Regions from separate parts of the Mus musculus genome. Here region 2 is linked to region 1. Evidence: chromatin contacts called from public Hi-C data. All regions are on one chromosome and are shown on one strand. Each heading gives the region's core, a stretch centred on a gene start, on an enhancer-like site or on the middle of the called end of the contact. The rest is flanking DNA. Distances are from core to core; before and after follow the strand shown.

The links. Hi-C and Micro-C count contacts between places; a contact is called where the count stands out from the background.
Region 2: a contact with region 1 is called in a Hi-C map of neural progenitor cells, with 4 times the contacts expected there. The contact joins two enhancer-like sites. A contact is called at or near these places in 5 of 484 Hi-C or Micro-C datasets (cerebellar granule neurons, embryonic stem cells, nephron progenitors and 1 more) and 2 of 115 datasets of contacts at active chromatin or transcription factors (both in embryonic stem cells).

What each region holds. Positions count from the first base shown.
Region 1 is chr14:48,898,907-48,905,888 of GRCm38.p6, forward strand. No RefSeq gene overlaps it. Among named protein-coding and RNA genes, the nearest start is that of Gm534, 20 kb to the left of the region's middle. Within about 2 kb of position 4,730, at least 15 of the 459 cell types and tissues checked have an H3K27ac peak or open chromatin away from gene starts, as enhancers often do. A contact at or near this core is called in neural progenitor cells, where this site is marked.
Region 2 is chr14:48,986,858-48,993,274 of GRCm38.p6, forward strand. No RefSeq gene overlaps it. Among named protein-coding and RNA genes, the nearest start is that of Gm36024, 5.0 kb to the left of the region's middle. Within about 2 kb of position 4,139, at least 96 of the 459 cell types and tissues checked have an H3K27ac peak or open chromatin away from gene starts, as enhancers often do. A contact at or near this core is called in neural progenitor cells, where this site is marked.

The sequences.
Region 1 (6,982 bases), core at 3,480-5,979:
TTCAATATTCCAGCTCAGCCTTGAATGTAGCTGAAAATAACTTTGAATTTCTGATTTTCCTGCCTTTACCCCTCAGATGGGGAAGGGGGGTTATAGGTGTTCTCTATGCCTGGTTATAAGGTGCTGGCCATCAAACCTAGGGCTTGTGCATGGTCAACAAGTACTCTACCAAATGCCTTATTATACATCCCTAGGCCTAAAATGAGGTTCTCTGGAATAAAGGAATTTCCAAAGCGCAACTGACTCATTTACAGTCAGTATCTACTTTCTTATCATTTTTATAGATAGACTAACAAAGAGAATTTCAATATAGAAAGAAGAAAAATTGTTTAACACTAAGGTTTTTTTTTTGTTCGCTTGATTTTTGGATTTTGAGAACAAGTTAACCACTAAAGACTTTATAGTCAACATTTTATAAACCAAAATTAAGTAGCTTTAACAGAGGGGCAGGGGAGATGGCTCCGCAGGTTAAAGAGCATGCTGGCCATCAAGGCTGATGGTCAGAGTTCAACCCCCAGGACTTATATGGTTGAAGGAAAGACCTGACTCCTTGTGTATACCATGGCACGTGGGACCCCTCACATACACACCTATGTAAAAGTAATGTTAAGGCTTTTAAATTTTTTATTTTGTTTTAAAGAACCTCAGCAGAACTAGACTGGGTATTCTAGGTAACAGCTCTAACCTTCAGCTGTTGGTTCCAAAGACTTCTCTCCAGTACATCCCATCAATGACTTTCCATTAGTAAAACGTTTATAATGTATAATTTAAGCCCATGTGAGTATGGCAATGATAGCTACAGAGCCCTGAGATGTGCTTTTATGATTCAGTGAGCCATAGGAAACCCGTCGAGTGCCCACTTTAGAAATACAGAAATAGTAGAAAATACCTTGAATCAAGAAAATGCATTCAAGAATAGTCGACACACAAGGGAATGCTGGGGTTTGGGGACGTTGTATGTGGAACCTGTCACAGGCCATCTGGTCAGTCTCTTTCCCCACAACAGTCTTGCTTCTCTCTATTGCCCACATCTCTCTCATCCTTAAACACGAGATGCCTCTCTGTTTTCTTTAGACGTGCTTCTCCACATCAGAAGGCTGGCGCGGATGGTCTCCTCAGCTTTGTTTTTAAGAGTTACTTACCCATGCATATATTTGTATACATGTGACTGCAGGCACCTGTAAACTCCAGGGAGGGGTCAGATCCCACGGAGCTGGAATCACAGAGGACTCTGAACAGTCCACCATGGCTGCTGTAAGAACATGACTTGACCCCTGGGGGATTTCCCCAGTCCCCGCCATCATCTCTTCTACTGTAAGACCTGTGGTAATGATTATGATACTTGCCTAGGCTTTTTCCCCTCTCCTAGAGTTGAAGATGAGAGTGTGCAGGGCCTACATCCCTACAGTCACAGAGTCAACAACAAACAAGGACATTGACTTATTAGATCATTACTATTGGCTTGTATCCATTTCCTCTCCTCTTCCAAGTCCACTAAGGGGTGCTTGAAGTGACAAAAGTCCAAACTCTTGATATGCTAGAGAGTTTGGCCTCATGAAATAGCTGGGATAAATCAACTAGACTGGATAAACTTTCAGTTCTCTATCAACCAGTACCATTGGCTTTAAAACTGTCTTAGGGACCAAGCTGGTATTTTAATATTTTGAAATATCCAAACTAAGCATTTGTTTTTTAATGTCAATTTCTTTTCCTTGTGGAACTTTTAATCTAAGTCATTAGTGCTCTTTCATTGTAGTAGAGAGAAGGTCTTGCAGTTTAGCTAGTCATCCAAATCACAAGCCTCATGCTAGGCCTCCCGAGGGCTGGGACTGTGGAGTGTTTCTACACACAGTGCTTACACACTCTGTGCACTAGTGTTTGGTTGGTTCACATTCAACATGTCTTTTCTTTCAGAGTGTGGTTGATGCTAACACTTGCCTGCCTCACCCTCTAGAACTTCGACTTTTCTGTTTTTTTTACATTTTAAAATGATCATTGCATTTAACCTTATAGGAATCTTCTACGAGTGTATAGACAGCCCGGATACTGTTTAAGGCCTAGAGGATGCCATTCTAATTGCTGTAGAAATGAAACCTAAAGGTGTTCTGCCTGGAGCCTTTGTCCTGGGTTCTTGGAAGGACATGAAGCTTACAAGAATGAATTTTGAGATGATCTAAGTGGTTTCCAAGCATTCTCTCGCTTCTTCTATGATGGTTCCCCTCTACTTTAATCCATTTTTAGAGTTATTAAAAATATAATTAAAAGAAAGGTTCAATTGGGCCTCCAGTCCTAACCTAAAACTGTTTCAAATGACCTCTGTTTTATTTTATTTTTTTTCACAACAGCCTTTTGTTCTGGGTCTTTCCATCTGTTTGCTAAGCACTTTTCAATGGAAGTCTCAATTAGAAGGAAAAGGGGGAGGGGACAATCATCTAATTCAAAAATTAATTTGGAGATCAGGCTGCTGACTTAGGCTCCTGCCAGCAACTTAAGGCTTTTCAGCCTCGGCCACATGATCCAAGGGAACTGGGCAGCAACTGTCTAGCTGCCTTAATCCTCCTTAATTTGAGTGCAAAGAAATTCACGTGTGTTTCTAAGAACGTTTTTGGGAGTACAAGAAGTCCATTTCAGAGGACACTATCTAATGCCCTTGTTTCTCTGATCTCGCTGTGCTCCAAATTAATTTTTAAAGCCCACAGAGGCAGAGAGCAGGCTGAGTGGATCAGGGTGGGGAGAGGCTAAAAGCAAGTTTATGTCCCAGGTTATCAGAACAATTACTGATGGCATCATCAAAGATTACCCTGATGCCATGTAATGAGTTTCCTCTATGTTTGGATGAAGCCAGGTTCAGATATGAGGAAGGTAAAAATAGTGATGCCTGTCTTTACTTAACCAGGAAAACCTGGTGGAAGGTACCAGGGAGCGAGCCAGGTGGCTCCCACGACACTTTCTTTGCTTGATAGCCTTTAGGATCCCTAGTCTTTAGAGGAATTTAAAGTCTGTGGTTGGTTTTCAAGAAGTAGCTTAAGCTATTGCAGTTGTGGCCACTGGAAGGAATCTATCTTGATGTCTATTTGGGAAAGGAAGAACCTAGAGTTTGTGGAGTTGGTGGGCTCCTGTGCACCTGAGTCTCGTGAGAAACTTCTATCTAGGTTCTACTAATAAAAGTGTGAAGTCGGGGGACTAGGCAGACCTAGAGTCCCCAAGCAAAACTGCTGAATAGGAGCGCTGATTTCTTGAGCTCTCTGCTTCAGTCGTCTTCATTCTTCTCCAGTAATTCCCATTCCTGACCCCCCAAGGAACCTCCCTCCCCAATGCAAAAAATCGTTCCTTGCGCATTGTCCGCATATCACTAAACTGACTCTCAAGAAACTGTGAGATCAAACCGTTCAAACCATGGAGTGAACAGCAGCGATTATTTGCTGAGCTCTTCCTATCTGCTAACCACTGGTCTAAGCACAGAATGCTGCTTGATTGTCAGTAACCTTATGAGGTAGGCCTCATTCTTATTCACACTTTGTATCCTAGGCTAGGCTTTTCTGAACTTCACACTGAGATCCAAATCCAGGAAATTCTAGCACAAAACTCCTAATCCCACAACATCCTTATTTTGCTTTAGTGTATTCATACTAGATAACTGGTAACATTTAGTGGACTCTCCCTTCGGCATTAGTTGCTTGTGACTAGGGGAGGAAGCCTCAACCAAAGAACAAGGCTATAGTTGTGTGTTTCTGATCTGTGCAACCTTCCCCCTGTCTCTGAAACCAAGTTGTACAAGCAGTAGCCACTTATGGGCTTGCCACTGCCTTCACGTAAGCCAAAGAGTCAGGGTAGCGATGGAGAGCAAAGGCATTTAGGAATCAAACCTTTGGAATCATCAAAGTCACCTGATCCACCCCAACCCCCAACCCCCCCTCCCCCACCGGAAGCAGGGATGCTCTGGATCCTTGAGCACAACATTTCAGCTTCTCATTTCTGGTGTTGGTGAACCCTGCCTCAGCTTGGGCACATCTTAGTCATGTTGAGTACAGACCCAAATTTTCTGTGAGCTCAGTTTGCATGTAAGGTGAGACCAGCATACTGGATTCCCTTGACCCCTTCTCCTCAGACATCCCCAAATAGAATGATTCTCTTAGGAACATTGTCAAACCAGTGGGGTGACAAAGAGGCCCAGGATTTGACAGTCCAAAGGCCGAGGAAAAAACAGGTTTGTTTTAACTTTTTCCACAACGATTGTGTGGAATCCTTTTTCTAGGTTGTAATCCTTCAGTCCCTCCAAACAACCCAGTCCACAAGTCCCTAACCTCGACAGTGTGCTTCTCCCACATTTGTCTCCCCAGTCTTGGCTTCCACCAATGGCTCACAAAGGAAAGCAGAGCGCTTGCATTAAGTACAAGGTTCCATACATTCTGATAGTGGTGACCTAATTTTACAGACCCAAACAGTTTGAGTTTTCAAACGTGTTTCTTTTAAGAATTTATGGTTATCTACAAAAGGAAAAGCAACAACAACAACAACAACAAAAAAAAAAAAAACAACAAGCCGCAAACCAATAAGAAGCTGCTGGAAGATTTGAAAGAAATATATTTTGTGAATGAGAAGCTTGCCCCAAAAGTAATCCAGTTTACTTCAGGCTTAACCATTTGGCTTCTGGAAGGCGGGCAGCTGTGTTAGAGGAAGAAGGTCTGTGTTCTTCAGGGACTTGTCACTGGGAGAGGCTGATGTTGTAACAAGAGGGTCTTGTTTCTTGGCCTCCAAAGGCGACTCAGCATTTCACCTAGTCTGCGAGGCAGCCCTGGCCCTGGGCCAGGCATTCAGCTTTTATATGCAAACTCAGCTGATGAGGAAGCCCCAAGAAGTAATTAAAGCAGGGTAAGGCAAGAGATGGGGAGGGCTGGATACTCTCCAGCACTTATGGCGGCCAAGTTGGGGGCTGTTGCCTAGACTAGTTAACCCAAGGGAAAAAAAAAGTGAAAACGTCCACACTGCATGACTGTGTTTTGAGTGTGTGGCAGAAAGATAGAATCAGAAAGCTTTGTGCATGTTTTATTATTGTTAAATAGTTTTAATCTTCCTGATATTTTACCCACTGCTTAAAGTGGATTTGATTTAACTTAAGTTAATAATTTGATTTTTACCTCTGAATAGCAGAAGTAATCAGAAAGCAAAACAAACCCCACAAAACAAAGCTGAGTTGTTCAGGGTCAAGGTTGTAATGAGATGGAGGGGGCAAGGCCTAGCTAGCATCATAAGTCAGTTTTGAGCCTCAACTAACTGTCACCTTTAGCATGTCGCTTAAGCTTTTGAGCCTGTATGACCATGTATGAAATGGATACAGGACCTATTATACTTTTTTCCAGTTGAGATGAAGGCAGGAAAATCACAAACTCAAAGCCAGTCTTAGAGACATAGTGAGTTTGAGCTCAACCTGAGATACACAAGACTGTCCCGAAAGCGAAGAAAGAAGAAAGAAGAAAAAAGAAAAAAGGAAAGAGAAAAGAGAAAAAAGAAAAAAGAAAAAAGAAAAGAGAAAAGAAAGACATAAATAGCCAAATAAATAGAAACTGAGTGGCAAGTATCAAGACAACTGAACAAGCTGCAGAAAGCAGTTAAATAGTGGTGTCAAAGAAAAGAGAGCTAGGGTTAGGGGTTAGGTTTAACTAGGGCAGTGCTCAGCACAACCCTTAGTACTAAGTAGGTGTTCAATAAACACTTCTGAATGAATGCAAACACAAATGACTTTCAAGTGAAGAACAGAACATGTTGTCATCAGCACCCAGCCTGGGAAAAATGATCCGGCCAGACACTCAATGATGAGACTGTCACACACTCAATAATGAGACTGTCTGTGGAGCCTAGCAGCTCTCTTGGCATTTCTCCTTGAGCCAAGTTTTACTTGAATCTGAAAAGTCTCCTGAATGCTCATGTGATTACAGCCTGGTTGCCTCTGATTGGATTGGGCAGGAGATCTGATTTCATGAATGGATTATTAACCCATTGATGGATTCATACTTTGATGGTGTCATTGGGAAAAATCAAGAGGCTAGGAAGTGAGGCCTGAGTTAGAGGGAGTAGGACACTGGGGGCTTGTATGTCTTGCTCTGGCTCCTTCTTGTGTCTCTTTTTTTCTTCCTGCGAGGAGACAACCTCTCTGGTCCAGCACTGTTAGGTGCACAAAGGTGTGGAGAGCCGTGCCGCGAGCAATCGCCATTATAAGAAGGCGCTGGCTTCCGCTGTGCCTAACTAGTAAACAAGCCTTGTGTGCAAGTGCGAGAGTGAACTCACGCCTAGTCACTGCCCATCTTGGGGCGTAGTAATGAGGTGATGAGCGAGCAACAAATCAGGAGCTGACACGCCACATCAGGTGCTGAAACGCCACGCTGAGGGCTATATAAGCAGCACCATTTTCCGGGGTCGGGGTCTTCCCTCCTTAAGAAGCAATAAAGCTTGCCGCAGAAGAATCCGGTTGTCTGAGTGTGTTCTTGCCGGCGAGAACAATAGCTTGGGACACAAAGGGCCTTGTGTTCACAGATAGCACCAAGGAAGCCAGGACTCAAGGCTGTCTTTTCAAGAAAAAAGATATATGACCTGTTTTCCATTGGGAAGGCTAGGAACTGAGGTAGCTAATAGCCTATGTGACCCCTGTGCTATCTGTAGGTCCAGGCCACACCTGGATCCCCAGACTCCCAAAACCAGGAGCAGAGGTGGTTAATAGCCCAGACGACCTCTATAGGCACAAGATTACACACATAACCTATCTTTAGAACCCATCTTCGTAGAAAAATTGGCATGTATTTGGAGTAGGGTTTCCATGTAGCTATGCCTCCTTTTGCACATGGGGTTATGTTACACTGGGAAACTTTCTTCTCAAATTGTATTGTACTTAGATATGACTAGAATAAACTGCCTGGTGTCAGACTCTAGAAGTTTGAACCAACACCAGCTACTGAGTCTTGTTGAACCAGGTTTTCTTCTTGCTTCA
Region 2 (6,417 bases), core at 2,889-5,388, 87 kb after region 1:
CTGAAAGTCATAATATATCCATTCATGGAAAGGCTCATTATGTTACCCTTTCTGGAAATACCTTTTTTTTTTTTTAATACCATAATGAAGCCTTAACAGTGGGGTTTTCAGACAAGTTGTGAGTTTGATGCAGCATAACAGAAGCTGTCGAGCAAGGAATGACCCCTGTGTTGAAATTGCTCCCTGGGGAGGGAGATTCCTTTTGCAGGGCTGGGAGGTATTAAGCCAAGTAGCTTTCTGCTTTCAGATCTGCTATATAGCTGAGAGTGACTTTGAACTCCTGATCCTCCTGCCTCTGAGATCATCACCATCATCATCAGAACCTGAATTTGACTTTATTTTATCCCTCTGTGGCTGGCTTCCCCCACACACGAAGTTTTGTCTGGTGTTTCTGTTGCCAGCACTCATTCCTCCAGTTGTTCTAGTTTGATTTTCCTGTGGTCAGACTGTTTTCCTCGAGATCTGACTCAAGATAGCTGTCTAGGACTCTCAGCCTTCCACTAAGGGATTAAGGGGCCCTGGTGGCGGTTCCCAGTTTACCCCGCACTAGAGTTAAGGAGAAGCTGGTCCTACCTCTCAGGATGGACCTCACGGTAGTAGTTCAGTAAATGGATTCAAACCTGAGGCTGAGGCTGCTGTGTTATGTGACTCATCTTGTGCTGGTGATATCTGTCAGTACTTTTATAATAACATCACTCTTTATATAGGGGCAACTACTGGGCAGAAAAAAAATAGACAAATATCTGTGGCACGAGTATATTAGAAATAATAAAATTCATTCATTTATTTACTTACCTATTTTTATTTTATTTTGAGATAGGGTGACAGTGTGTATTTCTGGCTATCCTTGAACTCACTCTGTAGACCAGGTTGGCCTTGAACTCAGAGAGATCTGCCTGCCTCTGCCTCCTGTGTGCTGGGATTAAAGACATGCCCCACCACATCTGGCTTCAGAGAAAATTTAAAAGGAAGAAGAAAAAACAGCACCCTTGCAAGAATGACCCATTCCTACTAAATAGATATTAAACTTCTTTTTTCAGCTATCAACCCAACCAAGCCCCTATATAAATCAGGTTTTTACTGATTTCATTAGGTTTGGTTGCTTCTGGGTAGGCTATACGATATATATATACATACATACCAACAACATCACTGTTTGTTGAGCATTTTCTATACATCTAGCATCTACTGTTACCTTTTATTATAATTTCTTTCATGTGAGGAGCACACTAACCCGCTTATTCATATAGTGACCATGAGCTTTCTGCTAGAGAAAGGGAAGTGTCTGGTTTTGGTAGACACATGGGTTCGGAATGAGATGGTTTAAGTTTGAATGTCTGTCCTGTGCATATTGATCATGTGTCTTTAGACAAGTGCTATTCTTTCCAAGCTTCAGAGTTGCTGCTTCTGTAAAAGGTGGATAAAATACAGTCATAATTCATCAGAACACTGACCACAAACTTGGTGGGTCTTCCTCAGGAGTCAGAAAGGTTTGAGTACTCTGTGCTAGATGTGTGCAGGGTTCTGAGTACTTCCTGCCATTATCTCATTAAGAAAACCCATTCATTTATTTATTAATCTGGTTAGCAACTCACATAGTCAGTAGATCACTTCATAAAGTCGTGCTAGGCTGTGAGAGCCCACAGGAAAGCGGAAGGGCAGGCAGTAAGCAAATAATGAGTCTGGAGGTGGTGATAACTGAAGGGGTGAGTGGTATGCGACTGTGTGTGTGAGTGTGCATGTGTGTGAGTATATGTGCATGTGAGTATATGTGTGAGTGTGAGAGTGTGTGTGAGTGTGTAAGGATGTGTATGTGTATGTATGTGTGTGAGTGTATGTATATGAGTGTGTGTATATATGTGTGAGTGTGTATGTGTGTGTAAGTGTGTATGTGTGTGAGAATGTGTGTGCTATGTATGTGTGTGTTATATGTGTGAGCGTGTTGTGTGTGTTGTGTGTATGTATGTGTATATGTGTATGTATATGTGTATATGGGTGTGAGTGTATATGTGTTATGTGTATGTGAGTGTGCTGTGTGTGTGAGAGAGTGAGAGTATGTTGTATGCAGAGGGAGAGGTTGTGAATTTGGAGGAGTCAATGGCTACAGTTAGCAGGCAAAGATGACACTAAGACACCTTCAAGGAAGATGCAGTAAGAGTGTAAGGCAGGGGAGAAAGAATCCTTTGGGCAAAGGAAAAGCCACCTGTCTGGTCTGGTTCCTGGGATGAAGGCCATCATTGTCTGTTCCCTGGCAGTCTAAGGAGTCTGGATTTAATCCTTGGGCTCAGATTTAGCTCCACCTATCACAGGTCTCAGAAATCCTCATTAAGATTTGATGACTTTTCTACGCAGTTCTCATGAATCAATCGGCCACAGCTCAGGCAAGTGGCAGTTTATAAGAGTACTCAGGGGGCTGGCGAGATGGCTCAGTGGGTAAGAGCACCCGACTGTTCTTCCGAAGGTCCAGAGTTCAAATCCCAGCAACCACATGGTGGCTCACAACCATCTGTAACAAGATCTAACGCCCTCTTCTGGAGTGTCTGAAGACAGCTACAGTGTACTTACATATAATAAATAAATAAATCTTTAAAAAAAAAAAAAAATAAGAGTACTCAGCCGCTCATGACAAGAGCCTGAAAGTCTAAAGGCTGGAAGGATATGGACTGATAGCTGGTTTCCAGCAGATAGTCTGACATGATTTCCCTGTCAATTTTTTATTAGCCTTTAAATACCAAATACACAATTCCCTAAACACCCACACACACACCCCGCGCGTGTGCGCACGCCAAAGAGCCTTTGGAAATGTTAACAGACAGCAGTACTGTAAACATTCACTTATCACATTAGAGTATATTCTAAACACAAAAAGGACCCATTACTCTTTTTTTTTTTTAATCACAGAAAGTTTTGCTCACACAAAGCAAACCCATAGCCCTTTGTCTCACCCAGGTCCCCACTCCAAAGCTTCAATGTCTCCTGGGAAGTGTTTTAGCCCTGAAGTCCAGAACCTTACAACGAAACAAGTCAAATATAACAAAGACTGTCTTTGCTCTGAACCAGGGATCACAGCATTCTCTCTGTTTCAATAGTTTCCAAACGCTTCGCAGTGAATGTGTTCTACTTTAAGAATTTCCCAATTAAAGACCTCAGAATGCAGACAAAACTCTGTCACTCCGGCTTTTCCTTTCCTCCTCTCATTTCTAAGGCCAGTTTGTTTTATTCAGGATTGAAGAAAGGACAGCAAGGACAGTTCGAGGGACAAGAAGCACGTTCCATCCCTACCGTAGAGTGCACCCCTCACTCTGATCCCTCTGTTTATATCTTAGTTTTGGACTTCTTGATTCCGAGATGATGGTTTCATCATGTGGGCCTTTTATGAAGAGTATTGCCCCAGTTGATGAAAACAATAGGCGCACAATGGCTGCACAGTGATCTAGTCTCCAGAAAAAGCGTCCATGGAGATCTACAGGGGGAACAAAGGCTAGGGGACCGTTCAGTAACATGTCTCAAATGTGCTTCCAACAAATTACACAGAGGCATCGGCGACAATATTTCAGCCACCTGTAAACAGAATGAATGGTTAAGGCTCCATTTGATAATTGTATTAGAAAATCTTACAAACTGCTTCTTTTCTGGTTTAGGGAAAAAAAATTAAATCACAGGGGGGAAAAAAACGTCACTTCCTGGTCACACTCGTACACAGCAAGAAACATTTTAATTGTAAATGTGCCTTTCAAGACCTTTAAATTTCAAAAAGATGAGGAGGCCGGATCCTGTGTGCTTACTAATCTGTAAATAGAGCACAGGCCAAGAATCAATTCTGAAATGCGGCATCAATTGCACAGGCTTCCACTTAGTTTTAGTGGAATAAAAGCCCTACTAGATACACAAATAACATCAAACTTACTGGATTAAAGAGCGGCCCCTCATACTCTAAATCATGATTGTCAATCATCACCCTGGATTAAGGGATATATTTTAAAAACCTAAAAGCAAGCGCTTCCTTTTAACTTCTGCCTACTGCGCATTTTGGATTACCGCCCAGAAATAGTATTACTTGAAACAAGACTGCCTCCCTCCTACCATCCATGAGAAGTGCATTGTTCCGCAGCTGCGGCGGCCCATCAGCCAGGCACGCGGCTTAGCATGCGAGCAGAGCCCTTAGGATGCTGTCTGTGTTTAGAACGCGGCTTCCCATTTACTAAACAGAGCTGATTTCCAGTTTCGTCAGTGTTTGCCTCAGCATTGCTATCCCCCTACCAGAAAGAAGCAAATTAATCAGAGAACTACGACGGCCACAACTTACTCACATTGTAAAGTGGGGGCATCCTTTAACACCCCCCCACCCCCCACCCACCCCCCGCGGTGGCCAATGAAGCTAGTCTAGCTTTATTTAAATGAAGAATTGTCTCGTTTCAGATTTGTTCGTTAGCGTTATCCACTTGGGCCTCTGTCTTTCAGTACTGGAAACAGTCTTAGAAAAGTCACAGGCTATAAATAACTCTTAGACCATGTAACTATCCAAGGACCTTAGAAAGTTTATATATATATTCAAACCACAGGCTCTTAAAAAAAATTAAAACAGGTCCAGTAACTTGTAGGTTGCTTGGATTTCCAGGTGAGAGAAGTTAGTTTTTGCAAATCAAATCTCTTAATGATCTACCAGACTGGTAACAAGTTTCTTCAGTTAGAGGTGGGGGAAGATGCCAAGGCTGGGGTGTTTGAGGATTTGCTAGTCTGTGCCATTTGGTGTTATTTTTAGCAAGTAAATGTATTAACATTTGTAAACATTGGGGGGCATACTTAGTAATGCAGCTACTTACAATTGTGGGGGAGGGGGTGGAGAGAAAATATCTACTGGTTCTTTAAATAGAAAAAAAATGCATTCCAGAACTAATCTCATGAAGAAATAACCTTTTAATAAGATTACTGCAAAAAGTGTTAATCTATGAAAAGTTCAGCACTCTTTTAATTGCAAACAAAACACTGAGTTTCAACCCAACAGGTTGCTTCATTGAATTCATTCATCCACGCCTGGCAAAGACATTCCAAATTTGAACTTAATTAATATTCCTTCTCTCGGTTTCCATAGTTTCTTTTTAAACACGAGTAGCAGCAAAAACTGGCAGTAACTTTACCCATATTCTCAATAATAACCCCCTCTGGCTATCAATATGGATGAAAAGGGAAAATTTTTCCATATACGGAGAGCCTCCATTTTCATGTCTTTTGTTTAAAAGCTATGCTGGTGAGATATTTTCCTCTTTCTGACTTAACTCTTTCCTGGATTGCGGTTGTCTCAGGGCTTAGGTGGAGAAGGAATGTTCCAGTGTACATTGCCAGTCCTGGATCCAAACAATAGCCTCCCACTCCCTTCCCACAAACCAAATAAAGGGCAGGGATATTCTCTGCTGAGCCTGTATCCTGGGAGGGTCTCAGCATCACTTGCAAGTCAGGCAGCACAGAAGGGTTCTTTGTTTGTTTTAACAATGAATGTACATTTCCTCGGCCACTGTGAAAAAGGAATGAATTGGTAGGGAACATTTATATGAGCAAATGACATTAGGCCCACTAAAGTGGCTGGTTTAGGCAGGCACGGTAATTCAGTACACTCAATGTATTTCCCCTGTGGATAAGGACTCCTCATACAGAGTGGATAGAGCCACAGTCTCAGATCTAGTCTTGAGTCATTTCTCCCTGCCTTCTTTCCTCTTGGGTCTATCAACGACCTTGCTGAGCTGAACACCTTCCACAAGCCACAGTGTCTCCAGCAGAACACTGAAGGGTTATAGCATCATAAAGATCTCTGTGCTCACCCCATTTCAGTCCAGAATTCTGTCCATGTCTTTCAGCCATCAAGTTATTGCTCTGATTTTATTATTATTATTATTATAAATAATAATAAATAATTTAAAACTTTATTGTAGCCTGGAGATAGCGGCAATCACCTTTCATCCCAGCAGAGGCAGGTAGATTTCTGAGTTCAAGGCCAGCCTAGTCTACAGAGTGAGTTCTAGGCCAGCCAGGGCTACATAGAGAAACTTTGTCTCACAAACAAGTAAACAAACAAAAGACCAAAACAACAACCCAAAAACCTTTACTGTAAAGATCTTTCCTGAGCGGGAGCTGTAGAGCTTTCTTAGACACCTTTGTTTTTTATTCTTTTAAGTTAGTATATGAAACAGTAGATTTCATTGTGACATCTTCATGCATGTGTGCTAGTTTACCCTGTTGTTCTTAGTTCTCGTCTAGCTTCTCCATCGGCGTATTTCATACTGCTATTAGGAAGTCATATGCTCTGATTTAATGCATCCATTTTAGTTTCAGTAAGGGTTATAAGCTTGGATCTGGCAGGAGATTAATTTCCTCTGTTTGCACAGTCAGGAATGGAGCACCCATCCCTCTGATTCTCGTGGC